Regions from separate parts of the Anas platyrhynchos genome. Here region 2 is linked to region 1. Evidence: chromatin contacts called from public Hi-C data. All regions are on one chromosome and are shown on one strand. Each heading gives the region's core, a stretch centred on a gene start, on an enhancer-like site or on the middle of the called end of the contact. The rest is flanking DNA. Distances are from core to core; before and after follow the strand shown.

Region 1 (6,283 bases), core at 1,293-3,792:
CAGTTCCCACAGCACCGCCCGTCATGGAAAAAGGGGCTCTGCCAAGCAGCCGGCCACCCGAGGCAGCGAAGGCAGCCGGACTCCTTCGGCACGCTCAGCGAGCAGCCCGCTCCGCACGGCACCGGCCAGGAGCCGCCCCGTGCCCCCGCGTAGCGGCCCCGTTAACGCACAGCCAGGGGGGGCAGCGGCTGCGCTGCGCCCAGAGCCGCGCTGCAGCCCGGCGCGGCGCGGGGCTCGCGGCTGGCGTTGGGCGGCAGCGCCACCCCGCGGCGGAGCGGGGCCCTGCCGCCCTCACCGCCCGGCCCCGCAGCCCTCGGAGCGGGGGCGCCTCGCGGTCGTTTCGGGTTCTCCCTCGAGATTTCAAGGAGCGCGCTCGTCTTGGGCCTCCCCTCCTGAAACGCTCTGTGAGCACCGGTCGGGTCTGGCCGCCTGCCGGTGCCCGCTCATCTCGCTACAGGCGCGCGTGCTTTTTCCACTGACCACCGCCAAGAGCCAGGTGGCAGCCAGAGGTGGGCCCTGTGTGCTTTAAGAGCTCTGCTGGATGTGCAGATTGTTTGGGGCATGGAGACAGAAGGAGGGCAATGGAAATACAATCCTAGAGGAGGCCAGAGCAATTAGTAATGTGAGCACGGAGCAGTGGCTTTGGGTGCAAAGCATGTTCCCTGCCGTGGAGGCACTTTCATGTATCAGTCACTCTAGATTTGGTCTCGTATCTACTAAAAGCTACAAATCTTTAGGTAAAGCCTTAATATAGCGCGTAGAAGTGATGCTCGGTAGAACAGTTTTAAGATTCAACATCCATATTTACCCAGTCTGTGACAGGAGGCCATGAGAACAGGCATGACCCTATTAAGACCTCCCAGCCTGCCCTGCAGACAGCCTACAGGCAGCCTAATCGCCTGGTGGCATCGTAACCTGCTCAGCAGGGTAATTGGTGCTCTGACACTAATACCTTGCTCAGGCAATGTGCTCAGATGGGCAATTTTGTGTCTCTCTTGGTGCCGAATGTGCAAGTTCACAGTCTGGATAAGGTTGTGTAAAATCACTGGCTGCTTAAAATATTCTTTTTATATAACTTGATGGACTTGTGCGATGCTCCATAAGCTGCTTGTAAAAGAGTCATTTTTGTACTTATATATTTGAACTTTTCAGACTGGGGTTTTCAAAAGTTCACTCACATCATGGGATAAGATTAAGCCATTAGGCTCAATAGAACTTCTTTTCATTTTCTATGCTGTTGCTTGAAGGAGTCTTTGATTCATATCTGAATGAGTAAATGATGTCAAACAACTCAGATGCTCTGGGAAAGGTGGAGAAATTCTTGATGACTACGTGCTGGCATTTCAGCCTGCATCCCTGCTGTGGGCAATAGCCTGAGAAACATTCCAGTGTGAAGAGATGTGCTGATGGAATTTCCCTGGCATGGAAAATGCCCTGGAATGTCTCAAGAACTCCTTCACACAAGGAAAGATGTGCTGGAAATAGATACTGGGTGCTGGAGATATTTTGGTCTGTTTGGTGGGTCCATCCCGGGTCAGCTAGAGTGTGGAGGCATACAATTTAATGAATATTCTCTTATGAGCCTTAAAGGAAGGAAAGAACTGCCCAGGTTATGATCTGTGATCTTTCTTTCTGTACTTTTCTCCTTAGGAAGGCTGGGAAATGTAACAGCCAGTCAAGGAAATACATACAGTAAAAAAAGGCTCCTACTCTTTTGAAACTTGTTAGCAATTATACCAGCACAATTTTGTTTGGGTCTTTCTTGCCCCACTGTGAAGCGGTCTGATGAAGCAGGTGGTCCTGATACGAGAGGTATTTAGGGGTAGGGTGGGAGAGGAACAGCTTTGGGGAGAACAGCTGCAAAGACCTTCCATGTCCAAGCAGGACAGGTTTGATCCAGTGGTTACAGGGATGCCCAGCAGCATGCCTGATGGATTGAGGCACAGGCATATGCTGTACAGCGACCCCCCCTTTTGTTCTGTTACAATGGTTTCTGCAGCTGACAAGCTGCTCTGTGCTGGGGAAGCGCTTCATTGCCACAGAGGGCGATGGCTGATGTAAACCCAACCGTCACTGTTGAGCAACACGGCATGCTAGCTGCGAGCTGGAGCCCAGCGGTCACATACTTCCCTACGACAATGACTATGCAAGCAAAGGCAGCGGTGTTGAAATGCCCTCTGTGTGCTAAAAGGAGGGCGAGTGATAAGCTACACATCTCTCCTCCCGGAAGCCCAAAGCAGAGGGTCCAAGAGCAGCAAAAGCTGGCATCTTGGCGACACTGTGGTGGCTGCCTGCAGGCCTGTGCGAGTGCAGGACTGATAAATGCCCCATTTTGGTATTACAGGCATTCCTGGTACTGTTGGTCTCGTGTTGTTTCTGCAGTTGTGTCTGAGGCTTAACTGAACAGCAGAGCATCTGCCTGAGGTCAGACAAGGGGCCAGCCAAGCTGGCACCCTATCACTTAGGGTTTGCCAACAGCACATGCCAAGGAAAGAACTGAAGAACAGAGTAACTGGTATCTGCATAGTGCACTTCCATTCTCCAGTTATCTGTGACTCAGAAGCCTGTCAGAATTAGTATCTCTGAACTTAAAAGTCCTGATGCATTTTTCTTTCCTGACTTTTCTAAGTACTTTTGCCAGCAATGGCCCCTTGAGCAACGACCATATCGGAATACTGCTCCGCAAAGCTGCTTTTCCTTATGCACTCCCATGCCAGAAAAGGCCTGGTATAGTTCAGATCCTCCAATAGCCACAGCATGAGAGTGTGCAAGTTTAACACAGACCTTTGCTTGTTATGCCGTGTAGCAACCAGACATGCTCTTTACCCAGGGTGTTAATCTGATAAGATCACCAGAAACTGGCAGCAGAGAAACTTGGCTAATGCATTGTTTCTGAACGTAGCATGCAGAGAAAGGTAGCTTATCATGATCAGTAAAAGATGATGATTAGTATCCAAAGCACAATCTCTTGTGGGGAGAGAATCAGCACAATCCTGGCTTTTTGATAACTTACATGCTTGTTAAAAAATTCTGCTACTAAAGAAAAAAAAGGTGCATCCATGGCTGTTTTCTTAGTATTCTAGGGCAGGATTCTGTTAATAAGGATAATGTGTATGCAGTAAGTGCACTGACATCAGCAGTGAATAAAATAGATCTTTACAGATCCACATTTCTTTAAGAGATAGTCTATCAAAGTCTTACCCAGAGTAAGACTTATTCTTTGCCTAGCCACATAACAAGATTACTGCAAGAGAAAACATAGTCCTTCGAGGGAGCAAATACAGGAAAATATGGCTTTATTTTTCGAAGATGTGGTGGAATTAAGGAGATAGATAGCTGCAATATGAGCTTATTTTGAAGCAAAACCTCTAGGCGAGGTTATGATTCTTAGCACGTGAACAGAGAACTGGTCTCTGCAGAATGGGATGGCAGACTTGGGGAAAACAAAAGACGGTCTGGTTTTCCTCTCCTCATATAAAAATCTAGGCGTACTAATTGATGTGGAGTAGGAATGGACTCAAGCTACCTGAACCCACTTGACCTCTGCCTGACACCCTTTTTCTACTTCTTTGGAATTACAATATTTACACTGCTATTGTTCATTTTATACTACTATTATTAATAGTGTATGCTGTACAGAATGTCTTTTGGGTCATTCAGCGACTGTGACAGTTAGTGGGGTTTTCTTATCTGTCACTGTCCATCTGAAAAACAGCTTTGAGCCTCTTGGTTTGTGCCCTTCTCTCTCTCTCCCTCTCTTTCCTTTACCAGAAGTCTAAAATAAAAGTGACAAACACATAATCAACCACGAACAGAAACATCCTCCATTTGGAGCCCAGCCTCTGATTCTTACCACTGTGTGCCTGCCTGAGAAGGGGGCAGGAAGGGAGGGAGATAACATTTACAGCAAAATGGAAGGTCCATGTAGCATGATTATTTTTTTTCTCTTTTTTGAATGAAGTAAGGATTCAAAATGGAAACAGTATCTTCATATGACTCAAAGCTCAGGTTAGCCAGAGAGGCAGAGTTTACCCGAGTGTCTGTTTTGCAGGAGGAACTAGCAAACAGGCAGACTAGCGGTGAAGTCTTATGTCCACAGGCAGACTGGTGGCAAGGATGCAATGTCTCTAACCTAGCTTGCTGGCCAAAGAGATTCTTCCCGAGGCCTGCTGCAGGGGTTAAAGGCCTTTGTCACAGGAGGGTCTCCCCAGTGAGCTCCTCCATCATTTACAGCTCATGTATCATCTACAGCTCCTCCGTCTTGTACTGCCTTTAAGAAATGGTTGTCATTTTTTTTCCTGCATTGGTGTAGGTGTGCTTTTTATTTGTTTGTTTGTTTTTTGTTTTGTGCCTAGAACTAAGCTGTGGCTTCATCCTCTGTCTTCTGGAGGTTGACAGCACTCATCCCCTCCCACTCCCTGGACGATCCAGGTCTGTAAGTGCTTCCAGATGTAAGGCTCAGAATTGCTCCTGGCCTCCCTTCTCCTCCTCTCCCCACCTCTCATAGTGGTATGGTCACTCATGCGAATGACCCTCTTTGTACTGTTTTTGTTTGTTTGTTTGTTTGTGTTTTGTTTTGTTTTGTTTTGTTTTTTTCCCCCATGTACACATTTATGCTAGGCTCACACTGGACCTCTCAGCTTTGGCCATACACCACCTGTAACATGGAGAAGTGTAAGAGTTCAGTGACATTTGGAGAAATCACCAAGTGCTGTGCTCAGCTCTGACTGCTGGAGTGTGCGTTCCTGTCTTCTTTAGAGCCTCAGGCACTGACACTGTGCTGCCCGCAGGGTACATCAGCAACTGCTGCTCAGAGACAGCTCAGGAGAAAGTTCACAGTGACTGGCTCATTGGGATTTAATCTGAAAGCTCCCCAAGACCCACGGATGGAGGCAAGTAAATTGAAAATGATACTGAAAATAGCCAGTACAGGGGCAAATAGCACTCTTCACATGAGAGGAGAATCTGAGTGAGAGTGGTTTGGTATTCTTTAGTTTGATATAGAAATAATTTGTTTTTGCATCACTTGGAATAGTGGTGTAGAAACTGTTGGTCTCAATTCTGGATGCTGCAGGATGGCAGAACTGGGTTGTATGAGAAAACTAAAATGAAAGGCAGCCACTGATGATCGTCATCAGGCCTGATTTGGTCTATATAGCTTTAATTGCTTCATCAAGAGGAGCATGTTGGCTTTGAAGATATTTATGCAATGAATTGTCCCAAGGGAAAATCTCCTGCTGTCCTGTGAGGGTACACTGACTAGTGGTGCAAACTCAGCATTCATCTGGCCTTTACTAACTCAGTTAAGATTAATGAATACAGAGCAGTGAAGATGTAGAATGAGCCTGAATGTGTCTGTGTCCAGTACAAACCTGCTAATTCTTTATGGCTTCTTTTATGACAGGTAAAAAGTACAGTAACTTGAAACTAAAATGCAAAATAACTTACTGTGTTCTAATCAGACTGTCTCTGTGACCCATTTTAGCCACTTTTTTGTGTTGTTTTCCAAGACAATTTTGTGCTTTGGGGAACAACGTGTAAAGACCTCTGAGATGGTATTTGTTGGCCATCTGTAATCCACCCGGCTTCTCTACCTCCCTTCTTCCTCTTCCCAGAGCAGGCCACAGAGCTGCATGCTGCAAATGTACTGAAAAAGCTAGCTTGATTGGGAAATATTGAGTGCAATTTCAAGGCTATTGCACTGAGTAGGGTAGTGTGGTGACATTTGTAAGCTACAGAGGAAGTCAGCTTTGCAGTGAAACATCCACCTTATATATCAATATGGGTCTGCAGGACTGCACGGCAATTAGGTGCAGTGTGAAGAAAAGCATCCTGGCGGGAGAGGGGCACTAGATCAACCCGCTGCAAGGTTAAAGGTCTGTGTTGGTACATTTGCTAGGAAGTCTGACAGAAGCTCATGCTGACATAACTGAATAAACTTCAGTTAGCTAGCTGATTTGGATGGTAGCGCAGATTGCAGACAAGGGATTCATTGCAGGTTGGTAGTGAAGAATCCCAGCTCCTAACACAAAGTTTGCAGTCATGCCCTTGTGCCTTTTTGTTGGATGTGAAATGATCTTGCTGCTTTTTACACTGGTACAGTTTCATTACTGTTTTTTATCAGCCTGTTTCTTGCTCTGGACATGTAAAGTCGGCAATAATTTGTGTAACCACCCAAGGGGAGCATGAAATATCTAAAGAGCATTTTTCAGGGTGATTTTTTTCCTAGATTTGCAAGGCTTGCTATCAGGTGCAGCCAGGTGACACAAAAATGAGCAGGACA
Region 2 (7,087 bases), core at 3,434-5,933, 84 kb before region 1:
AAATTTTAATTAGCCTGGGGCAGAGGGCGTAGGCTAATGTAAATAGTAAAAATAGAAAATAAAGCATTTTCTTCTAAGGAAGTCTCACTTGCATGAAATATCAGCTTGAAATGAGTGATACTTATCTGTGTCTTTATGTCACTTTTCAACAGGATTTAATGAATGACAGTGGTTGCTTCTCATGACTGTCCTGCAAAGTAGGTGAATATTCACATTTTACATCTCCTGCAGTATTGGGGAAGGCAGTATTGCTGGGACATATTTACTGAGCCTGCAGTATTGGGGAAGGCAATGATGTGGCCAGATGGTATCTATGTCAGGAGCAGACTCCATAAGCCTAACTCTCACTCTGTTGCTGTAAGAACTGGTACCCCAACCTGCCTTCACAAGGTGGCATCATCCAGGCATTCAGCGTTCCTGTTAGTCTGTTCTACCAACCCTCAGCTTGCAACCCCTTCTGTCACTAGACATTGCATTGAATATTGATCCCTAAACTTGCATTTAGGTTTAGTTCTTAAAAGGGAAGTCTGTAAGGCAAAACAAGATGAGTCTGGCTTGGGGGTGGGTATGGGGTGACAATACTTATTACCATACTTTTCTCAATACCCATGCCCTGATACAACCACAACTGGGCTGGACTGCAGCAAGATCAAAGTGTAATCCCACTATCCATCCCTCATTTTCCTCCCTCCCTTCCTCCACCCCCAGGGAGGCTGTCCTCATGTGTTGCCTTTTTTTTTTTTCTTCCCAGCCATATTTATAACTCTTAATCTAGCTGGCCTTGCAACAAAAGACAGCCCAGGAGACACGAAGCAACACCCAAGTAGCATGATAGCTCAAGGCATCTTGGGGTTCATGCGACCCCTGTGCAGTGGACTGAATGTGAGCAAAACTCGCTTTATTTTTCTCTGTGGGATGACAGAACAGAATTGTATGCCAGCAAAGCAGGTGTCAAGAAGGGGTTTCAGCTCAACATGCAAGCTCCAGGGTGCCCCCAGGGAGTCAAGGTGAGTAAAAGGATGAACCATACATCACTGTGTTGGGAAGGGCCATTTCAAGAAGGAAATGCACTGACCTCTACCTCACCCCACAGAAGAGAGAGGAGAGGCTGGTACAAAACATGACCTGTAAAGGGGTGGTGAATGAGGAAGCGTAGTCTAAGCAGATGCTGATGAGATGAAGATGGTACAGGGAGCTGATGTGAGAGGTGTAGCTCCCCTGCCTCTGGAGCCACAGAGGCTACAGCTAGTGGCATAGAGATGACAATGTGACATATGAGTCCATAGACTGCTGGGGTCCAGTCATGAGCCTTTGAGGAATGGGGATGGTAGGCATAGCAGGTCAGTCAGCTGGGCAGAAATTGGAATGACTGCTGGGTTACTCTGGGAATTGCAGATTCTCTCAGGTTTCACGTACCTGCTGCTGGAAAGGTGGAGTGGGGAGCTAATGTTTTCTGCAGTCCCAGGGAGCAAAACACCCTCTCTAGGTCATTGGAAGCCCCACTATAAGCTCTCATGTCTTCCTGGCACGTTCTTCCTGAAAAATTATGCTGATAATCCTACTTAATGGGATTTATGAAGTCTCATTATCAATGGGTTTTCTTTCTAATTTCTTTGTTGCATATGAAGTTATTGCTGGCAGTATATGCCCTATATGGAGAGAATCTTTTAGGGAAAAACACTGTCAAGGAGAAGAAACACCATCTTTGAACCCCTCCACTAGCTCTCTTTGTCACAGGAAGTTTAAGACTTTTAAAGGGGAGTAATCAGTTGGCATGTGCTGAATTTGCAGGGCTGAGGTTATGTCTGGATGACATCTTTCCAAAGCCCTGAATGTGCCTGACAGTAATGCCATTGTAAAATAGTTCAGCCTAAACAAAGCAAAAGTCGGTCTCATCAATTCTGAGTTGTTTTCAAAATCTTGGTTCAAAATTATTAGCAAAATGTGAAAGGATTTTTTTTCTTTGTGATTTATTTTATTGGTATTTTTGAAACCAACTTCAAACAAAATCAAATGCTAAATAGAAAACAAAAGATATGTTTTCTTTCCTGTTTCTCCTGAAACCTTGGGTGCCCAAAGCAGGAGTCCACCAGAGGAGACTTGAGACTGAGACTAGTTCAGGGGAATATGAAGATGACTAGGCCAGTACGAGTGGATTTACAGGAGATAACTGAACAGTAAAAATTGGGACTAATCAGGTTGGGTTTATGCCCCCAACAAAGGCATCTATATTAAAAACACAAGCAACTTAAGTTTCCCCTACAGCCAGCAGAAGATGCTTACAGGTGCTTTCTACGTAATGGTCTAGAAGTGTTTGTCATCATCCCTATGTTGTTCTCTAAACCGGTAAATTGCTACACCCAGGCTTGTCCAAAGTCATGCAGGGGATCAATGACAATAGCATCTGTACTTTCTTGTATCTAAGTGAATACCCTGTGTGCTTTCCCAGGCTGCAACTCTGCTCTCTCATGGCTCATTTAACTGGTGGCAACAACTAAAACCCCTGCAACTGCAGGGAATGAATTCCCCTAGCATTTGCGGGATCCCAAGTGCAGGGATCCTTCTGGTATGGATGTCGGCTCAAGATTCAGGTTGCCTTCAAGATAATATGAATTGATTTTTCTATGCATAAGTCTCTGTGCAGTTTTGGGGACTGTTGAATCCAGAAGTCTGTGCTTGCAGGCGGCTGCCTTCTATAATCGTTGTGATAAATATGTCGAGTTGTAGCAGTAAGTGAAGTCCTATGATTTTACCATACCTATTGTGTAACAAATTATTTCACCCATAGCTGTAAAACAAATTTTGAAGGGAAACCTGGATATTTGTGATTTAAAAGTAAATAGATAAATAAAAACAAATGGGTCCAATTCATCAAAATAGAGGAAGGGTGTTTTTGCTTTGTTCTGACAATTGAGAACTAGACTTATTTATTGCTTATTTACAGAGAAATGTTTGTGGGTCTTGTTATGAAGGAGACTGAAATGTCTTGGAGATGTTCTTTGACTGCTTTGTCAAATAGGGGGTCCTGCTTGGTCATGTGACTGCAACACGATGATCTTTTCTTTCTGTGTATGGGAAACTTCCCACTGCAGCACAGCCTTAGTGCTAACTTCACAGCTGTTTTCATAACCAGGGGACCCTGTCACAGACCAATGACCCAGGCATTGTTTTCTGACTAAGCTTTCTGAAAAACAGGAAGCTGATCTCCTCACATGAAGGTACAGTGGCCCCTGTGTTCCGTTCTTTTTAACTGAATCAAGCCACAGCTGAAAAAAGATCAGAGAATGCAAGAATATTAATCTCTTCTCTCCACTTCTAAATTTCAGTGAAATAGGACCACCTTTCCAAAGTGAGAATTATTTGAAATTTGCTATTCCTGTAGGCTTGCTGATACAATCTGTATGTCAGCAATTTAAGTGACGGAATCTTGAGTCACTCAGAGATATCCTGCAACGACTTGTTAGCAGGTAAAGGGGATTAGACCTATATGGTGACTGTGATTTATGGGAAGGGGGATAAACTGACCTGCAAACTTGAAAAAAAAAAAAAAAAATCTCTTTTCTCCATTACATTTTTACAGGATTTCTTTCCTGTGTCCTGTTCAGCTGGATACATCCCCTGTACTCCAACTGTGCTGATTTCCCTTAAGTACAGAAATATATAAGAATCAAGTCTGAGCAATTCCTTTTGCTCTTTCTTAATTTACATGAGCAGCGATCTTTGCACATTTCATTTTCATCTGCCTCAGAGCAGAGAGGGATGAGCAGACAGGTTAAGTCCTTCCAGTTGCTGCTGCTGTTGCTATCTCAGACACAGAACCCATTCAACCAATTCTTCCTCCTCATCTCTGTGACTTTCATGAGGATGCTCAGCACAAGGAGTGTAGGTGCTGTCATGCTTCCTTGGCCAGAGGATTTGCTGTAATGTGTCTTTTTTTTTTTTTTTTGGCAGTGACAGCTTGTATTCATTGTGTACAGCAAATTGCTAAAAATCAGGCCATAATATTAGAAATTCTCAGAGCTCTGAGCCACACTTGCTTCATGTTTCAGTAGCCCCAGGGCTTCCAGGAAAGTAATTTTACCAAGCTTTACTGAGTGTTCCAAGCAACACCTTTATTGGAAAAAGGTGATTGTTGCTTCATTCATCCTCATCTAAGTAGGACATCAGGGGATTGTAAACTTGGCCTGTTCTCACTTCAGGGCCATAGTTCTTTCTTCTGATGTCAGAAATGACAGCAGAAAGGCCATGTGGGCAACACTGACACTTCCAGTCCTCAGAAGTATACCAGAGGTGTGGGGGAGAGCTATGGCTCTCCCATTGCTGGCCATTGCTGGCCTCATGGAAGAATGTGACCCAGCTTCTGCCACTGGACAGTGTCCTGGACTTTGAGATGATGGGCACTTAGGCAGTGCCACACTGAGATACTGAACAAAATACCCACTGCTGCTGGGGTGCTGCCCAGTGTCAGCACAGGAGGTAGGGTTTGAGATAACTGGGACCTCCTGCTCCTACATGACCGTTTGGGTACGGGCACTAAGAAGGATTGCTGTTGCTTGGTGCTTTCCATGACAAATAAAACAGATAGTCTCAGAATACACAGTCTTGTTGAGAAATCCCTGACACTGCTCTTCAGGGTGGCAGCCTCCACACTGGTAGGGAGGGCCTGGTCTGGAGGAGGTGAGGTGGATGCTGTTTCCTTGTTTGTAGACACAGTTTCTGCAAGTCAGCGCTGAGCAATGCTGGTGGCCTTGTCCTTAACACACTACCAGATTAAATTCTGCAGGCTGTCAATACGACTAGTGGTTTCTCACGAACAAGGATTGTGTTAGCTCAGAGAAGGTTATTCAGCATGGTTGTTCTGTAAACTGGGGCTAAGCATGTCTCATCACAACAAGGCTCCCTGAGACCGAGTTCAGGAAAAGAGTGGGTGCTTCATGAAAGAACAAAGAGCAGAAAAGGAGTAGTCAGCAAGTAATCCCCTTGGGAAGCACCATGTGAATGACAGCATCCCTTATTTCATTATTAGTAACTGATCCTAAAGACTTTATTACTCCAACCAGGATTACATCCCAGGCTCCAGGAGCTGCAAATGCTTTCTTTGTCTACAAACGCTTCCTCTGCCAGCCAGACCAAGCAGAGTCAGTGCAGAACATCTGCACTTGTTGACTCACAGCCAACATGTATTTTGAGGGAAGTTTGGTAAAATGGAAAATATTCTGGTCAGCTCATTTTTGAACTGTTCTAGTTTGTCTATTTCCACTGAGAACCAACAACCTTAAAGTTTTTCAGCACATGTAGCATAATCCTTCTGGAAACATTATTTGTATACACATTTACCTCTGAATGCTGTGGCTCTAGTGTTCAGACAAAAGACCTCAGCAATGGATGTGCAGAAGAAAGTAGGTTCCTCTGATGGTTTTTTTTTCTTTTGCATATTTTTATTACAGCTCTGCAGACCAGGTGACAGTGCATTTTATAAATCGGGATGGAGAGCGACTTACAACCACAGCCAAAGAAGGGGAGAGTTTGCTAGAAGTGGTAGTCAATCAAAACTTGGCCATTGATGGATTTGGTAGGTGTTGCAGAAGGGTATGTACTCTTAAGAGTTCTGCGTTTGTGCTTTGACCAGTGAATACCTGGGAATAGTACAACTGTACACATGCTACTGTGCTCTGGTGAGAGCATGGAGCACAGGGAGGATGCATATGCTTCCTTTGCTAATTTGGTCATCAGCACTTTTGCTTTTCAGTCAGCTTACTCAAATTACTTAAGCTTGGAGCCCTAATTTGTATCCACCCACTGGCAAGCTTCTCTTCCCCAACAGCTGCTTGCTTGGGCTGGCTTACTGCACTGACGTGGCAGTGTGACTTCAACCCTCTGGCTGCTAGGATTTCAGTGGTACTGTGGTTGGTTGGAATTGAAGTATGAATTTGAAAACTGATGCGATCCTCTCAAAGCAGAGGCAGGCTGAAGTCTGCCTCCATCTATTTTGTCTTCCGGCATCTATTTTGACATGCTCTAGATCTGTTAAAGGACACTTCCTCCTAGTGTTTCCAAAGATGATCACCCTTTACCATCTTTTTTTTCTGATTTGCTGTTATTCCCCCCACTTCTGCACCAGGTGCATGTGAAGGGACATTAGCCTGCTCCACCTGTCACCTCATCTTTGAGAAGGATACCTTTCAAAAGCTGGATGCCATCTCAGATGAAGAGATGGACATGCTGGACTTGGCATATGGACTCACTGAGACGTAAGCATCCCTACTGATTGCAGTAGATACTCAAACCTCTCAGACAGAAACTCAGCACCTATTTCCAAGGAGACAGGATTTATCCTGTATTGCAATTATGCCTGTAGAGCTGCTTTCTCTTGTGTCTTTTATCTTTAACAGGAACTTTCATGAAAAGCAAGCCTGGACCAGACATTCCGACGTGGGTTAGGAATTTCTTCCCTTACTGTGGGAACTGATGAACCTCACTTAATTTTTTTCTTCTCAGATCTCGCCTTGGTTGCCAGGTGCGCATTAAGAAGTCGATGGATGGTCTGACGGTGCAGGTCCCCATGGAGGTATCAGACATCAGGAGGCAGCTGGAGGTCGGAAAGCAAAGCAAACAGTAACTGGAAACGACTCCTGCCCAACCCACTTCCTTTAGGTGTGGCAGGGCACTTTGCTTTTGGTTAACACTGGTGGTCTTTGGGGCTGGCTTGCAGTAGACAATGGAAGTCTGACTTAGTATGTACGACTGTTCAGCAAATCTCTTCTTTAAATAAAGGTTGATTGAAAGCTCTTCTTTAAATAAAGCTTTTCTTTAAATAAAACACGTACTTAATATCCTAGTATCTTTAAGTGTTTGCTTTTGTGCTCTGCTGAAGCAACTGGATGAAAATATATGGCTTTAGGTTTCCTTGGGTGGGTGACAGTAAACATCTGTGCTGTGTGTGAATCACTCTCCCCTTTTAAATTTAGGGAAACCTGCTATTCTCTAAATAACTTCTGGAAATTTTGTAAGGCTTGGCTATTTAACTGGAGCAGATTTTTCCCAGTTTGGGAAGCTTGCGAAGAAATAGTTGTTCCCAATGCAAGAC

The links. A called contact is a pair of places that touch in the nucleus more often than the background predicts.
Region 2: a contact with region 1 is called in a Hi-C map of subcutaneous adipose tissue, with 2.3 times the contacts expected there. The contact joins two enhancer-like sites. A contact is called at or near these places in 4 of 8 Hi-C or Micro-C datasets (F5 follicle, liver, skeletal muscle and 1 more).

Annotation. Positions count from the first base shown.
Region 1 is chr10:24,812,615-24,818,897 of IASCAAS_PekinDuck_T2T, reverse strand. No RefSeq gene overlaps it. Among named protein-coding and RNA genes, the nearest start is that of HEPH, 60 kb to the right of the region's middle. Within about 2 kb of position 2,542, at least 5 of the 8 cell types and tissues checked have an H3K27ac peak or open chromatin away from gene starts, as enhancers often do. A contact at or near this core is called in subcutaneous adipose tissue, where this site is marked.
Region 2 is chr10:24,897,882-24,904,968 of IASCAAS_PekinDuck_T2T, reverse strand. It overlaps LOC119717944 (adrenodoxin), which reads left to right and starts at 167. Exons shown (of 6, transcript XM_038184644.2): 1 at 167-197; 2 at 752-1,007; 3 at 5,448-5,572; 4 at 6,122-6,251; 5 at 6,499-6,654. The coding sequence starts at 182. The coding sequence ends at 6,619. Within about 2 kb of position 4,683, at least 6 of the 8 cell types and tissues checked have an H3K27ac peak or open chromatin away from gene starts, as enhancers often do. A contact at or near this core is called in subcutaneous adipose tissue, where this site is marked.